Linked DNA regions of Mus musculus: regions 2, 3, 4 and 5 are each linked to region 1. The links are chromatin contacts, called in public Hi-C, Micro-C and promoter capture Hi-C maps. All regions are on one chromosome and are shown on one strand. Each heading gives the region's core, a stretch centred on a gene start, on an enhancer-like site or on the middle of the called end of the contact. The rest is flanking DNA. Distances are from core to core; before and after follow the strand shown.

The links. Hi-C and Micro-C count contacts between places; a contact is called where the count stands out from the background. Capture Hi-C pulls out chosen DNA fragments and counts their contacts.
Region 2: a Hi-C map of CD4 T cells shows a contact between it and region 1, with 2.3 times the contacts expected there. The contact joins the enhancer-like site here to the promoter of Tmem121b in region 1. A contact is called at or near these places in 5 of 39 promoter capture datasets (liver, neutrophils, pre-B cells and 1 more), 1 of 484 Hi-C or Micro-C datasets (CD4 T cells) and 1 of 115 datasets of contacts at active chromatin or transcription factors (thymic regulatory T cells).
Region 3: a Micro-C map of embryonic stem cells shows a contact between it and region 1, with 3 times the contacts expected there. The contact joins the promoter of Erc1 here to the promoter of Tmem121b in region 1. A contact is called at or near these places in 1 of 39 promoter capture datasets (neutrophils), 1 of 484 Hi-C or Micro-C datasets (embryonic stem cells) and 2 of 115 datasets of contacts at active chromatin or transcription factors (embryonic stem cells and memory CD8 T cells).
Region 4: a contact with region 1 is called in a promoter capture Hi-C map of pancreatic islet. The contact joins the promoter of Mical3 here to the promoter of Tmem121b in region 1. A contact is called at or near these places in 1 of 39 promoter capture datasets (pre-B cells), 1 of 115 datasets of contacts at active chromatin or transcription factors (large pre-B cells) and 1 of 9 other capture datasets (pancreatic islet).
Region 5: a promoter capture Hi-C map of liver shows a contact between it and region 1, with 2.5 times the contacts expected there. The contact joins the promoter of Rad52 here to the promoter of Tmem121b in region 1. A contact is called at or near these places in 2 of 39 promoter capture datasets (liver and neutrophils), 3 of 115 datasets of contacts at active chromatin or transcription factors (double positive thymocytes, effector CD8 T cells and memory CD8 T cells) and 1 of 9 other capture datasets (liver).

The regions. Positions count from the first base shown.
Region 1 is chr6:120,492,685-120,495,216 of GRCm38.p6, forward strand. Tmem121b (transmembrane protein 121B) reads right to left here and starts at 1,262. Exons shown (of 1, transcript NM_033567.2): 1 at 1-1,262. The coding sequence starts at 1,070.
Region 2 is chr6:119,500,953-119,503,484 of GRCm38.p6, forward strand. The region is part of intron 1 of Wnt5b (wingless-type MMTV integration site family, member 5B); the gene reads right to left. Among named protein-coding and RNA genes, the nearest start is that of Gm30690, 16 kb to the right of the region's middle. Within about 2 kb of position 1,264, at least 48 of the 459 cell types and tissues checked have an H3K27ac peak or open chromatin away from gene starts, as enhancers often do. A contact at or near this core is called in pre-B cells and thymic regulatory T cells, where this site is marked.
Region 3 is chr6:119,846,888-119,849,419 of GRCm38.p6, forward strand. Erc1 (ELKS/RAB6-interacting/CAST family member 1) reads right to left here and starts at 1,263. Exons shown (of 21, transcript NM_053204.2): 1 at 990-1,263. It overlaps 3110021A11Rik (RIKEN cDNA 3110021A11 gene), which reads left to right and starts at 1,306. Exons shown (of 1, transcript NR_030776.1): 1 at 1,306-2,142.
Region 4 is chr6:121,129,755-121,132,286 of GRCm38.p6, forward strand. It overlaps Mical3 (microtubule associated monooxygenase, calponin and LIM domain containing 3), which reads right to left and starts at 1,268. Exons shown (of 32, transcript NM_001270475.1): 1 at 1,016-1,268.
Region 5 is chr6:119,901,433-119,903,964 of GRCm38.p6, forward strand. Rad52 (RAD52 homolog, DNA repair protein) reads left to right here and starts at 1,266. Exons shown (of 12, transcript NM_001166381.1): 1 at 1,266-1,403.

The DNA.
Region 1 (2,532 bases), core at 12-2,511:
GGCACGGACAGCGCCATGGTAAGGCGAAAGCCCGTGGTGCCAAAGGGCGCGCGCAGCTCGATGAGGTCCAGGATGGATGTGCCCAGGATGAGCACCACCTTAGGGGTGAAAGCGATGGAGTAGATGAGCCAGGCCAGGTACGCAAAAGCGAACTCGCCCGCTGCCCCAGTCGTCCCCGGCCCGGCTCCGGAGCCTCCAGAACCTCCTCGGCCCCCGCGAGCCTTGGCCCCGGCCCCCGCCGACGCCGCTGCGGATAGGTGCAGAGGCGGAGCCGAGTGGTGGTGGAGCTGGTGGTGGTTGTGCATGCTGTTCGCTGGGCCGCCCCGACGGCCCCGGCTGTTCTTGGCGAAGAAGATGGCCCAGCCCACCACCACCACGAGGTCGGTGGCGATCCAAGAGCACCAGTACAGGTCAGTGACTGCAATGAGGTACAGGTCCAGCAGACCGCCCTGCGCCAGCAGCAGCACCACAGACAGCGCCTGGTAGCCCCAGCGGCAGCCGGGGCTTGGCGAGCAGCCCCGGCGCCGACCCCTACGGCCGGAGCGAGTGGGGCGGCCGCAGCAGCAACAGCAGCACGAGCAGCAGGAGGCGGCGCCGCCGGTCCCGGTGCCGCCTGCGCCCACCGCCGAGCGGCTCCCGGGGCCCCCGACGGTGCCGGCCGCGGCGCCCGCGCCGAAGTCCGCGGCGGTCATGCTGCAGGAAGAGGTGGGCGTGGAAGTGGAGGAGGCGGCGGCGGGCGCGGTGGCGGAGACTGGGACGCCCCCCTGAGCTGGGGGCCCGGGGAGCGCGGCGGCGGCGGGCACCAGTGGCTTGCTGATGCTAATGCTCTCGTCGTCGTCCTCTCGCTCCGCGCCTGTGCTGCTGCTCGGGGAGCCGCCGCCTCCGCCGCGTCTGCCGCCGCACCCCCCGCGGCTGGTGCTGGTGCTGGTGCTGCTGTCGCCCGAGCCTCTCCGGCCGCGGGAGGAGCCCCCCCGGAGGAAGAGGGGCTGTAGCCGGGCTGCGGCGGGGGGCGGCGGAAAGGAGGCGGGCGCGGACGAGAGCGCGCGAGGGTGGCCCAGCGCCGGGTGCATTGTCCTCGGAGGGGCTCCAGGGGCTGCCCGGCCGCTCTCTCCCCGTCAACCTCGGGCTGACGAGGCGGCAGAGGGGAACCCGGGCCAGCCGCTGCCGCCTCCTCGCCAGCTGCTGGAACTCGCACCCGGGTCGGGAGGCAGAGAGATCCGGACTGGAGCGGCCGGACTGGGCGAGTGAAGCCGCGGGTGGCTGAGCTGGGGGAGCGCGGGGGAGCCGAGCAGACCGCCGGGACCGGAGAGGCGGGGGCGGAGGAGGGGAGCGAGCCCAGCAGGCAGCAGAAGGAGCTGGCAGCGGGGAAACCAGGACTGGATTCGAGGGAGAGAGGAGGCGAGAATAGAGGAGGAGAAAGCCTGGCTGGCTGGATCAGCAGGAAGGAAAGGAGGGAGAACTGAGGTGCCGGAGTAGAGTTGAAAGCGTATCAGGCCAGGCGGGATAGGAACATGAAGTCTCTAGCTCCACAGCCCTAAGGGCTGAACCTGAACTGCTGGGTGGCCTTGGTCTCAGTGTAGACCACAACTTCGTGCTTCCAAGCACCACTGTCCTTTCTTGCCTATCAGGAGGAAGCGCAAGCCAACTTCTCCTCTGTGCGCCAACGACCATTCTGCCATCTCCTTCCGTAAAGGCCCTGAGAACTCAATGGAAGTGATTAAAAAGTTAAATAAAAAAAGAACCAGAAAGAGCTCGGGGATGGTGTATCTCAATTGGTAGAATGACCCGCCTTGTATGCATCCAGTCCTGGGTTCCAACCCACCACCAGAAACCAAACCAAACAAACACCACCCCCAATTCTATTATTCAGAAGGAGCACTCCCAACCAAGTACTGCATTTTCACACATCCAAAGCTGTCCTCCCCTCGGAGATCTTCAGTTTCCAGTTAATGAAAAGGCTCCCTGAATATAATTGCTGAGAAGAGGGCTTAGGAAGAGGGTGGGGTGCAAATACCACTGTCTAGTCCTGGGGTAGGGGAGGCCAGGGCCAGGGCAGGAAGCCACTCTGGAGACCTGGGGTGGGGCAGTTGCTTGCTTAGCCAGGCTCATCTTTGGTATTCTGAAAGGTTTGTACCTAGCTTGCATGCAGCGCGGAGGGGTTCCTCCCCATCACCCCACATCTGATTCCAGGTCTGAGGAGGTCGAGCAGAAGGCTCAGAAATCCAAAGTCACCATTGACTACATAGCAAGTTTGAGGCCAGCTTTGGGTTATGTGAGACCCTGTCATCAAAAAAAAAAAAAAAAAGCTAAAGCAGGAGATGAAATAACAGGAAAATATGTCTGACCAAGAAAGGGGGTGGGGGGATCTTTAGAGGTATGGAAGCATGCAAAAGAATAAACTCCAGCAGAGCCTGGTGTCACAAGCCAGCTCCTCTGTAACCCCAGGTACTCAGGAACCTGAAACAGGAGCTTTGAAGGTTCAAGGCCAGCCTTGCCCATTCCGGTCCATGGGCTGAGTCTGCCTAGGGGCTG
Region 2 (2,532 bases), core at 14-2,513, 990 kb before region 1:
AGTTCATATTGTTGTTCCACCTATAGGGTTGCAGACCCCTTCAGCTCCTTGGGTACTTTCTCTAGCTCCTCCATTGGGGGCCCTGTGCTCCATCCAATGGATGGCTGTGAGCATCCACTTCTGTATTTGTCAGGCACTGGCAGAGCCTCTCAGGAGACAGCTATATCGGGGTCATGTCAGCAAACGCTTGCTGGCATCCACAATAGTGTCTGGTTTTGGTGGTTGTTTATGGTATGGATCCCCAGGTGGGGCAGTCTCTGGATGGTCATTTCTTCAGTCTCTGTGTACCCACTTTTCTTTATGTGGGTGCTGGGCCAACATTCAGTTACCCACTGAGTCACACCCCCAGGGCCGTGATGGCTGCTCTGATAAGACAAGTATCTGATCTAGTGGAACCCAAATCGGGATCCTCTTCTGGTCCTGGTGTCAGAGAATCCCTTCCTCCCTTCCTCCCTGCCTCTCTCCCTCCCTTCTTCCCTCCCTCCTTTTCTTCCCTCCCTCCCTCCCTCCCTCCCTCCTTCCCTCCCTCCCTGCCTGCCTCTCTCCCTCCCTCTGTCCCTCCCTTCTTCCCTACCTCCCTCTCTCCCTCCCTCTGTCCCTCCCTCCCTCCCTCCCTCCCTCCCTCCCTCCCTCCCTGCCTGCCTCTCTCCCTCCCTCTGTCCCTCCCTTCTTCCCTACCTCCCTCTCTCCCTCCCTCTGTCCCTCCCTCCCTCCCTGCCTCTCTCTCTCCTTCTCTCCCTCCCTTCTTCCCTACCTCCCTCTCTCCCTCCCTTCTTTCATTCTTTTTTGAGACAGGGTTTCTCTGTGTATTCCTGGCTGTCCTGGAACTCACTCTGTAGACCAGACTCACGGAGATCCACCTGCCTCTGCCCCATGAATGCTGGGTTAAAGGTGTGTGCCATCACTGCCCAGCCTATGTCTTCTTTTAAAAAAAAACATTCATCTTGTGTGTTTGTATGTGCGCAGGAGTGGGTACCACTGCATATGTGAGGAGGTCAGAAGACACCCGTGGTTCTAATTCTCTTCTTCCAGTATGTGGGGCTCAGGGATCAAATTCAAGTCATCAGGTTCAGCCGCAAAGGCCTTGACCTGCTGAGGATCTCCCTGTCCCCAGACCTTATGTTTTCTCAGAAACACTATGATGTTGGGTCACATGTAAAGTAAACTAGGTCTAGTTTATTCACACAGCACTAGATTTTGAAAGAAGCGCGAGACTGTTCCCTTTCAGTCACTTCCGGTTTCCAGCAATGCCTCGGCTGCCTCACTGCTTGCTTCATGCTGAGAGGCTGCAAGCTCTCTGCTCAGCCTCTCATGCCCTCCCTGCTATCACACGTAAGACATATCTTACCCTTTCTAATTTCGACCCGATTTCCACGAGGGTGTTTTGCTAAGGTACTGACACGGCTCTATCATCTTCTTGGTCACAGTTCTCTGGTGACTTCTTGGTGACAAGTTACAACTGAATCTGTAGTGCAGGTGCAGAGTCTTTACTTAGAGGCTACTTTCTAGCCTCTGCTGGATGTTTGCCAGTCGGGGTCCCTTGGCATGCTTTCAAAAACGAGGCAGGACTCTGCTTGGTGGCCCAGTGAGAGGACTTTGGGGTGTACCCTGAGGGCTATGTGCTAAAGTCAACTGAGGCTCACTTGGGAATTCAAAAGGCCTATTATGTAATAAACAGTGTTTTGATTTGGTTAAAACATTCCTGTGGATCTGGAGATATGCTCAGTAAAATACCTGCCATGTAAGTGTAAGAGCCCCAGACCCACATAAAAGGAAAAAAAAAAAAAAAAAAAAAAAAGCTGGGCCCAGATAGTCGAAGACAAGGCAGGGGGAACCCTAAAATTTCACTTAAAGAGCCCAAAAACAAAGGTGGAGAGAAATCATGGAAGGGAACCTACTGTTTAACCCCGGCCTCCACACCCATGTGCATCTATGTACACATACCACACACAAATACGAAATAAACACAAAATTCCTGTATTTAGACAGGCTCGTTATTTGCATGAACAAAACCCGAATCAGATTGCAAAGGGACAAAAGGAAGATTTTAGGGTGGAGCAATGTCCTGTATTTTGATTATAGTGGATGACTTTACAAGGGATGCTATGGTCTGAAATTAATTTGTCTCTAAAAAAAAAAAATCGTACCGAAACGTGATCCCTAATGTGAGAGAGCAACTAAGATACCTGTTAGAGGTGGCGTGATCTTTGGATGTTTGGGTCGGGAAGGATCTACCTTATGGAGTGATTAAAGCCAGGCTCATGGGATTAGGCTAGTTCCCACAGAGGTGACTTCTGGAAGGACTCAAAGGACGTGGGTGACAATCTGGGATCCCCAGAGCATAGGACTCTACTGAGTTTCCCATGAGGAGACAGAACTTTTAACGGAGACTGAAAACACATCAGGCACCATCTTGCAGCAGAAACCTTACTGGAAATCTATTAAAATCTCAGCATGGTCTCAAAAGACTCTGGTAATTTCTGTGTCCCTGCCAAGGGAATCCTGCATGGGGAGGCCAGAGGTCAACATCGG
Region 3 (2,532 bases), core at 13-2,512, 650 kb before region 1:
AGTGGGAGAACCAAGTCCCAAAAGCTTTGACCTTTGACCTCAAAGAGGGAGGGAGTAATCTATCGTGTGTATGCCAGGCACACACACATAATGATTAAATAAACGCAAAATGTATCAAGGTCTATTGAAAAACAAGATGTAAGAGACAGTTGCACTTTAAACGCTTAAGCAATTTCATACAGTCATCTCCAACAGAACTGTTCACAGTTCGCTCAAAGCAATCAGCCACAACCACCTGCAACTATTACTCTGAGTCCAGGGCCTTTTCTTAACGGGTCAACTCAAAAATGAAAAATGGTACAAAGAGATCAAGCACAGGAGAGGGGGTTGAGGGGGGCAAGGAAAAGAAAAGGCTGATAGCACTTTTGAGGGGCTAAGAGTAATGAGACTCACTCCTTCATGGTTGGTTGCTATAGAATGAAGTTGTCTAAACACCAACATCTTCCTTCTTGTGTGTAAAAACCTCACTCACTCGCGCTCCCAATTTACCAACCCCAAGTCAACGCAAAGGGATTCTCTTCCCTCAGCGAATTCTACTCATCTGACCAAGAAAAGAACCAAAACCCTAGAGTGGCAATGTGAGATCTGCTGCAGTAGCCCCTCCAGCTACCTCCAAGGCGACATCCATGCCTCATTTTCCATCTGAAATACAACCTTTCCTCTTCTATCTAACCAGGTTCAAAATAATAAGATCATCTTAAACATTTTACATCCGATCCACCTTGGCCGCACCCCAACTCCAGGGCTCCCCAATAGCCCCACATCATGCCTCCCACCCTCGGCTCTCGGTGGGCCAGAAGCCCCCCACCTCCCACCTCCAGCAGCGATCCTTACCGCCAGCGCCTTCGCTCCCGCCCAATCCGGGAGCTCCGCAGGGCGCGGCCGCCGGTGGGCTCGGGTGCGCTGGGGCGGGGTCCGCCCTCCCGACCTCCCCATCCTCCTCCCCACCCCCGGCCCAAAAAGGAGGGGGAGGGGTCCCCAAGCCTCACCTACAGCTCCGCCCCTCCCCAGGGGCGCTCTGCCCTGCCCAGCCAGGGCCGGGAGCGCCGAGCCGGGTAGGAAACGACAAATGCCTCGGCGCCTGCGACCTCTGGGCAGATCGAGGTTCCGCCTGACGAGCGAGCCGCTGCCGACGCGGCCGCCTTACTCTCCTCAGGGCCGCCGCTGCTGCTGCGGTTGCTGCTACTGCTTCCCGGACAGCCTGCCGCCGACACTACCACAGCCGCCGCCGCCGCCGCCACCGCCACAGCACGACCGGCGCCCGCGACGTCACCACGCCCCGCCCCCCGCGCACACCTAGCCCCACCCCCTGTCGCCCGCGCGGCGCCCTCGCCCCGCCTCCCGCTCTCCCGGGCCGCTGGGCTTTCCCTCGTCCCACTGGGAAGCGCCCCGCTACGCCGCTCCACGGGACCGCGCGCCAGGATCGACAAGTGCGGCGCTCCGAGGCCGCGAAGGTAACTGGGTGCCGAGGCAGGGTTGCGCCACACGTAGCGCCGCCCCTCACACACACACCCACACCCACACCCACGGCCGAGCGTCCACCGGGAGCCCGGGCCGCGATATTGAGCGAGGAAGGTGCGGACGAGGAGGGGCGGCGTTTGTCTCCTCCTGCTTGCCGTAGGACGTGGACTGCTGGAAGCCCCAGGAGTGGAGTGGCCTTTCCCAAACCTGGAGTCGCCCCGCCCCTTCCTTGGCAAGCCCGTTACCCGAACCCTGGGACGGCCGCCACCTTAGGAAATAAATAGCTCAGGGCTTGTCATTAGAGCCACGGCTGCCTGGACACCCTTTGTCCAAGAGAAGTTAGCTTCTCTCACCCTTGGCTTTTGCGCTGTGAGGCTGTGGAAGGCAATAATACTCTTGAGTCATCTGGGCTGTCCAAGCGGTCATGGCAAAAGACCCTCGCCTCAGTAGGTGGCTTTTTTTGCAAGGATCATTCCAGGGAGGAAGAGTGTGGGCGGAACCTGATGTCCACATGCAGTGTACTGTGCCAAATGCTTCACCGCGTTACCTTTTTTATTTAGCCCTCACACCAAGCAAGGCGAACTACAAAGCAGCTGCTACCTTATTTTAGACAGCCCAGTTTTCTGCTGCTGAATTTCAACCTTTGCCTTTTGTCAAGAGCAAGCCAAAAAAAAAAAAAAAAAAAAAATACGGAGGTGGGGGCAACACATAGTTACTAATCTTAAAAATGTAGATAAGCTATCTCTAAGCCGAAAATCCAAGGGTGGTGTGAATTACACTCATCCCCATACTCACAGCGCTTATTAAGCTAATTTGAAATGCCTTTGAGATGAGAGGAGCTAAGACTCACCGGTTTACTCATCCCTAACCTCCCACCATCATAATTAACCGGCTTACACTCTTCCTAATCCCATTAACATCTTCCCCCATCCTGTAGTATTCACGTTCATCCACCAAACTATATTTTGTCCTTTCCAGATTCTCTAATTGTTCCCTTCCAAAATGCACTTGGGTCATTACAGCTCCTTGGGCACACTAAACTGATTCCCCTTCAGTACATCTAACATATGA
Region 4 (2,532 bases), core at 18-2,517, 640 kb after region 1:
CGGTGCTTTAGAATCACTTGGGAAGACCCCAGTAGCTAGGGCGGACTACTGCAGGGGCCAGCAGTGCAGCCGTCCCTTTATCGCTCATTCCATCTAGGTCTCTCCCCCTTTTCTCCTGTCTTTCCAACGCGATACATTCTAAACACTTCGTCCTAGTGCCATGGCTAGGCAAGAATAGATTGGGGGTGGGAGGTGGGAGAGGAGGGGTTGACGGGGGTGGGGGTGGGGGGGGGAGAGGACCTGACGAATATACAGAAAGTACTTTGCCCTGGAAACATGCTCCCTCGGTTCTGAAACAAACGCAGTGCTCCGAAAGTCTCTTTTCGCCCTTCCATTGACTTCCAGAGGGGAACCAACATAACCATCCCTTTGTTAACGCTCGACAGAGGCTGACTTGCGCCGAGTCCTCCGCAGCCAGGGGCACGTGCATGCCTGTGCTTGTGGGGATGGCATCTCTGGCCTGTTTACCCGGTTGTGGAGGCGAGCGCCGGCGCCCTCTACTGGACCGAAATGAATGTCCCTCCGAGTGTAACAATTGTCGCCTGTGGATGAGCTAATGGATTCACATTGAGCTTGCAGGAAGGACACGGTGTCGTGAGGATCCCCGGGCAGTCCTCCGACTGGCATACCACTGGCTTGCCTAGGGATGTTATTTCTTTGGTGGGGGTTGTGGGGGGGTGTTAAAGAATAAAGAAAATTGGACGGTATTGGCTAAGAAACTGAGCGCTGTGTTTCTCAGTCTTTGGGGCGTGTGCTTATGGTGCACGGTATCCGCTGATGGGGCGTTGTGCGGTAAAGGAGACAAGGATACCCGGGTGTAGCTCCCACTGCTTAAGAGAGCCATGCGTTTAAAGGCAGACAGAATTGTTCCAAGAATCCCACATATGTCAGAAAGGCAAAGCAAGGCATAAACAATTGAAAGATGTGATAAATATTTTTAAAGGCGTCAATCAAGACACAGAACCTTTTTCTTTAAGGGGTTTGCTCACCCAAGGGGAGATTTGGTGGTACTTACGGACTTGGGGCTTCACACCCGCATCTTCCTCGCCGGTGAGAGCTTGCCTCCCCAGATTGGCTGGTCCTCAGGACACAGGTGCTGCTGTTGTGGCTGCATGCATCCTGAGTGTGGTGACTCCACCTTCCAGCTAGAATCCCATCAAAGGTTCTCACTCAGAAGCCCCGAGGCACACTTCTTTCATCGGAGCAGCGAAGAAGGAACGAAGAACCCGGGGTCTGCCTCTGTCTGTCCTCCCTCACCGCTGCATCTCAGCTAGGGCTGCAGAAAGTGCCGTAGCAGAGCTGTCTAGGGCTCCTCGCGGTTGCCACGGTAACCAGGAGCAGGCGCCTACCCTGGTGGCTGGGGAAGGCTGTGGAGGAAAGGTAACGGATAAGCGATGATGCGTTGGCCTCTCTCCTGGGCATCGGTTGAGCCTCAAGTGACCCAAATGAAATGAAGTTCCAGCACAGATAAATCGTTCTTTCGACTCAAACCTAAATCCAAACCCGAACTACCCCTGCTATCCTTTTTCTCCTCTTTTCCCTCCCCAGTCAACACACACAGGAACATCATAAGGATTAGAAATTCCAGCACTATCCCAGGCGCCCTGCCCCAGAGGATCCCGCTGCACACAGAACAGAATGTTTGCTAGGCTTGCTCTTGAAAACAGAACTCCCAGCGGGTGCCAGCCGCGGGCGAGCTCCGGGGAGCTAGAGAAGGGACCAAGCAAAGGATGCTAATGGGAGGGTCATTTAACCTCTTTGAGCCCTAGGATCAAAGATACAAAGTTGTCTTAGAAAATGCTTATCAAATTAAGTTGTTCTTGTTACAATGTTAATTTTGATCGTGAACGCAGGCTTTGATCCCCAAAGACTCAATCCAAAGGCCATAATCCTAAGTGATAAAATATCTCTAAATTCTAAACCCTGAAAGATTAACACCTTAACAATATAATTATTCTGGAAAACAATTTTATTTCTTTTTATTCTTTCCTTTTTAAAAGGCAAGAGTCTCATTAAATATGGAAGGCTGGCTTTGAACTGTATATTAATAGTTAAGGGTGACTTTGAACTCCTGACCCTCAAACAAACAAAAACAACACTAAAATACTAGAGAGAAAAATTTTTTCAGTGAAGAACTGGGGAAGCAACTCAGGACATGGGGTTCTTATTCACTATGTAAGAGTTCTGTATCCAACAATGAGGGAAACAGAAAAGCAAAAACAAAAAGTTAAAAAGAAATTGGACAAAAAAAAAAGTGTACTTCAAGAACAGATTAAGCCAGATGTAATGGTGCACACCTTTAATCCCAGCACTTGGGAGACAGAAGCAGGTGTATCTCTGTGAGTTTGAGGCCAGCCTGGTCTACAGAGTGAGTTCTATGACAGTTGGAGCTTAATAGTGAGACACTGTCTCCAAACGAAACAAAATAAAAGGAAACAGAAGGTTAAAGGACTGAAGCAAAGGCTCAGTGGTTAAGAGCATTGACTGCTCTTCCAAAAATCTAGGCTTGATCCCTAGCACCTACACGGTAGT
Region 5 (2,532 bases), core at 16-2,515, 590 kb before region 1:
CATGTTTTGTGTGTCTGGGCAAATGAGTGTCGTATGTTTACGGTGCCTTCAGAGGCCAGAAGAGAGCACTGGGTCCCCTTGAACTGTAGTTACAGGTAGTTGTGAGTCCCCTAATTTGGATGTGGGGAACCTAACTCAGGTTCTCTGAAATAGTACGTGCTCTTAAACTGTGGAGCGATCTCTGTAGCCGTAGATGTTCAGGTTCTCCTCCCCTGTCGTTGGGATTGAGTCCATTACTTCCTACATGCCAGGCAAGAGTCCTACTACTAAGCTATAATGCCAACCCTCTTTTTACCTAGACAGGTTTTAAGCCCAGGCTGTCCTTGATTTTGGGATTCTCCTATCTCAGCTTCCCCAGTAGTTTGAGTTACAGGTCTGTGCCACCAGAATGGAAATTTGGTACTCTTGCATCGGCCAGTAGCACAGTTTCAAATGATGTTTTTCTTTTCTTCGAGACAGAGTTTCTCTGTGTAGCATCCTCGAACTCAAGACATCTGCCTGCCCCTGTCTCCTGGGTGCTGGGATTAAAGATGTGGCCACCACTGCCCTGAGAAAGAGTCTTTCCTTTTTGTGCAAGTAATGGGCAAGTTGAGTGACCAGCTAATTCCAGAAACAGAATTCTGAGTTTCTCTTGTAGCTAGTGTCATTGTCCTGTTATCTTGGTCTTGTCAGTATGGACCCTACAATGTGCTAAAGGACTTTCGATTTATTTATTAACTGCATCTGACTCCGTGTTTCTGGGAAGATTAGTTAAGTCAACCATCTAGGAAAACACGAAAGATCCTGGATATAGTGGCCATATAATGAATTGGTTAAATTGCAACAATCTGAAGGCCTGACCATTAAAAACAAAAAGTTCTCAGTATATAAACTACACATTGGAGACGTAGATCTGTTGTAAAGCAGAAAACATCATAAACTGAGATCAGTCTGTGTTTAACTTGGAGTGATGCCTAAAGTGTAACTGTCATCCAGTTAGTTCCGGTTGAATTTCAGGGGAAATCCCACTGGCTGCCAGGGTCTCAGAGTTTAAAAGCACACCGAGGAGAGGTTGGCTCCGGGCGTCACCCAGCCGGGTCACACCAGGGACCCTCGCAGGGCGCCTACGGAAACCGAAGCGGCTTGCTGCGGCTGCGGGAAGGCTGATCGCCGCGGGCGGTGAGATAACAGCCCAAGAGCGCTCAGGATGCTGAGTCCTCCGCCGCTTCCAGTTCGCGACTTGATTTGCGACAGCCTGCTTTGCGGCTCTCGGCGCCTTCTGACTTGACTTACGGCCTTTCCTTCTGTTTTTCTTTGGGCGAGGACTCTGAGCTTGCAGAGTCTCCATTCCTTCTGCGAGGCCCTCTCCGGCTTCCCGGCAGGCACCCGGACCGAGCTCCTGCGTGCACCGCGTTCCGAAGCGCGTGAGTGAGGACGGTCCTCGCCGGGGTGGTTCTAGCGGGGTCGGGGAGCGTGGGGCCTTTCGGATTCGGGCGGCTGCTGGACACGCCCGGCACGGGGGCGTCTCCACCGGGGAGGCCGAGCCCTGAAGCCCCCACGGTTGCGCTGGATCTGGAGGGAGGCGCCTGGTCCGGGGTTGCTGACCGCGTGCTCGGGAGCACCGTGCGACACGCGCGCTGACTGTTAACAGGACTGTCTAGGACAGGGTGAAGTCGGAGGGAGTCGGTGGGGCTGAGAAGAAACTGTGGACTTGAGGAGTTTGACATTCAGGGTAGCCTTTCTGGACTTTGAAAAACGAAGCGTGCATTAGTACGGTTAAATTCACTCCTCGGGGGTGTACAGTTCTCTGGTTACTCATATGCTTGGGGGTTGTGTAACCCCTAGCAACATCGAATTCCATAACATTTTCATCACTCCTAAATAAATCCAGAAGCCACAGTTAGCTCTCCCTCTCACTTTTCCCGTCATCCTAGGACCCCCGTCTGCTTTGTCAGTGAACCTGTTTCACTTGTATGAAATACAGTACTTTGTGTGGGTTTCGGTGGGATCTGTTCCGCAGAATAAAGTTCCGATGTTTGTATCTCGTTTGAATTATCCATCAGTTGATTAAGTTGATGGTCATCTAGGCTGATTCCCCTACATGGCCATCTCAATATTGCTTCTTTAATAAGACCTGGACAATTAACAGCACCAGTTGACATGCCAACTTGGATTGGGGGAGGGGTCTTAAAGGGCCCCGCCCTTAGATGAAGAGCTATACGCAATTAATGACTGTCAGAAAGGGAGAATGGCTTTCCCAGAGATGAACCCCCTAATGGATTACCCAGTACCAAGTGATCAGCCCTAAAATTGTACATGTACATGCTACATTAAACAGACTTAGGGGTTATATTTATTTATTCATATATGTATGTCTCTGTTGTCTGTGTAAAACAAAACAGAAAAAGGCTATGAAGTTGAGAGAGGGATATGAGGGATTGGAGGAGAGAGAGAGGAAATGATGTGAATTATATTTTATTTAAAAAACTGGCTGCTGCTCTTCCCAAGGACCTGGGTTCAATTCCCACCACTCACATGGTGGCTTACAACTGT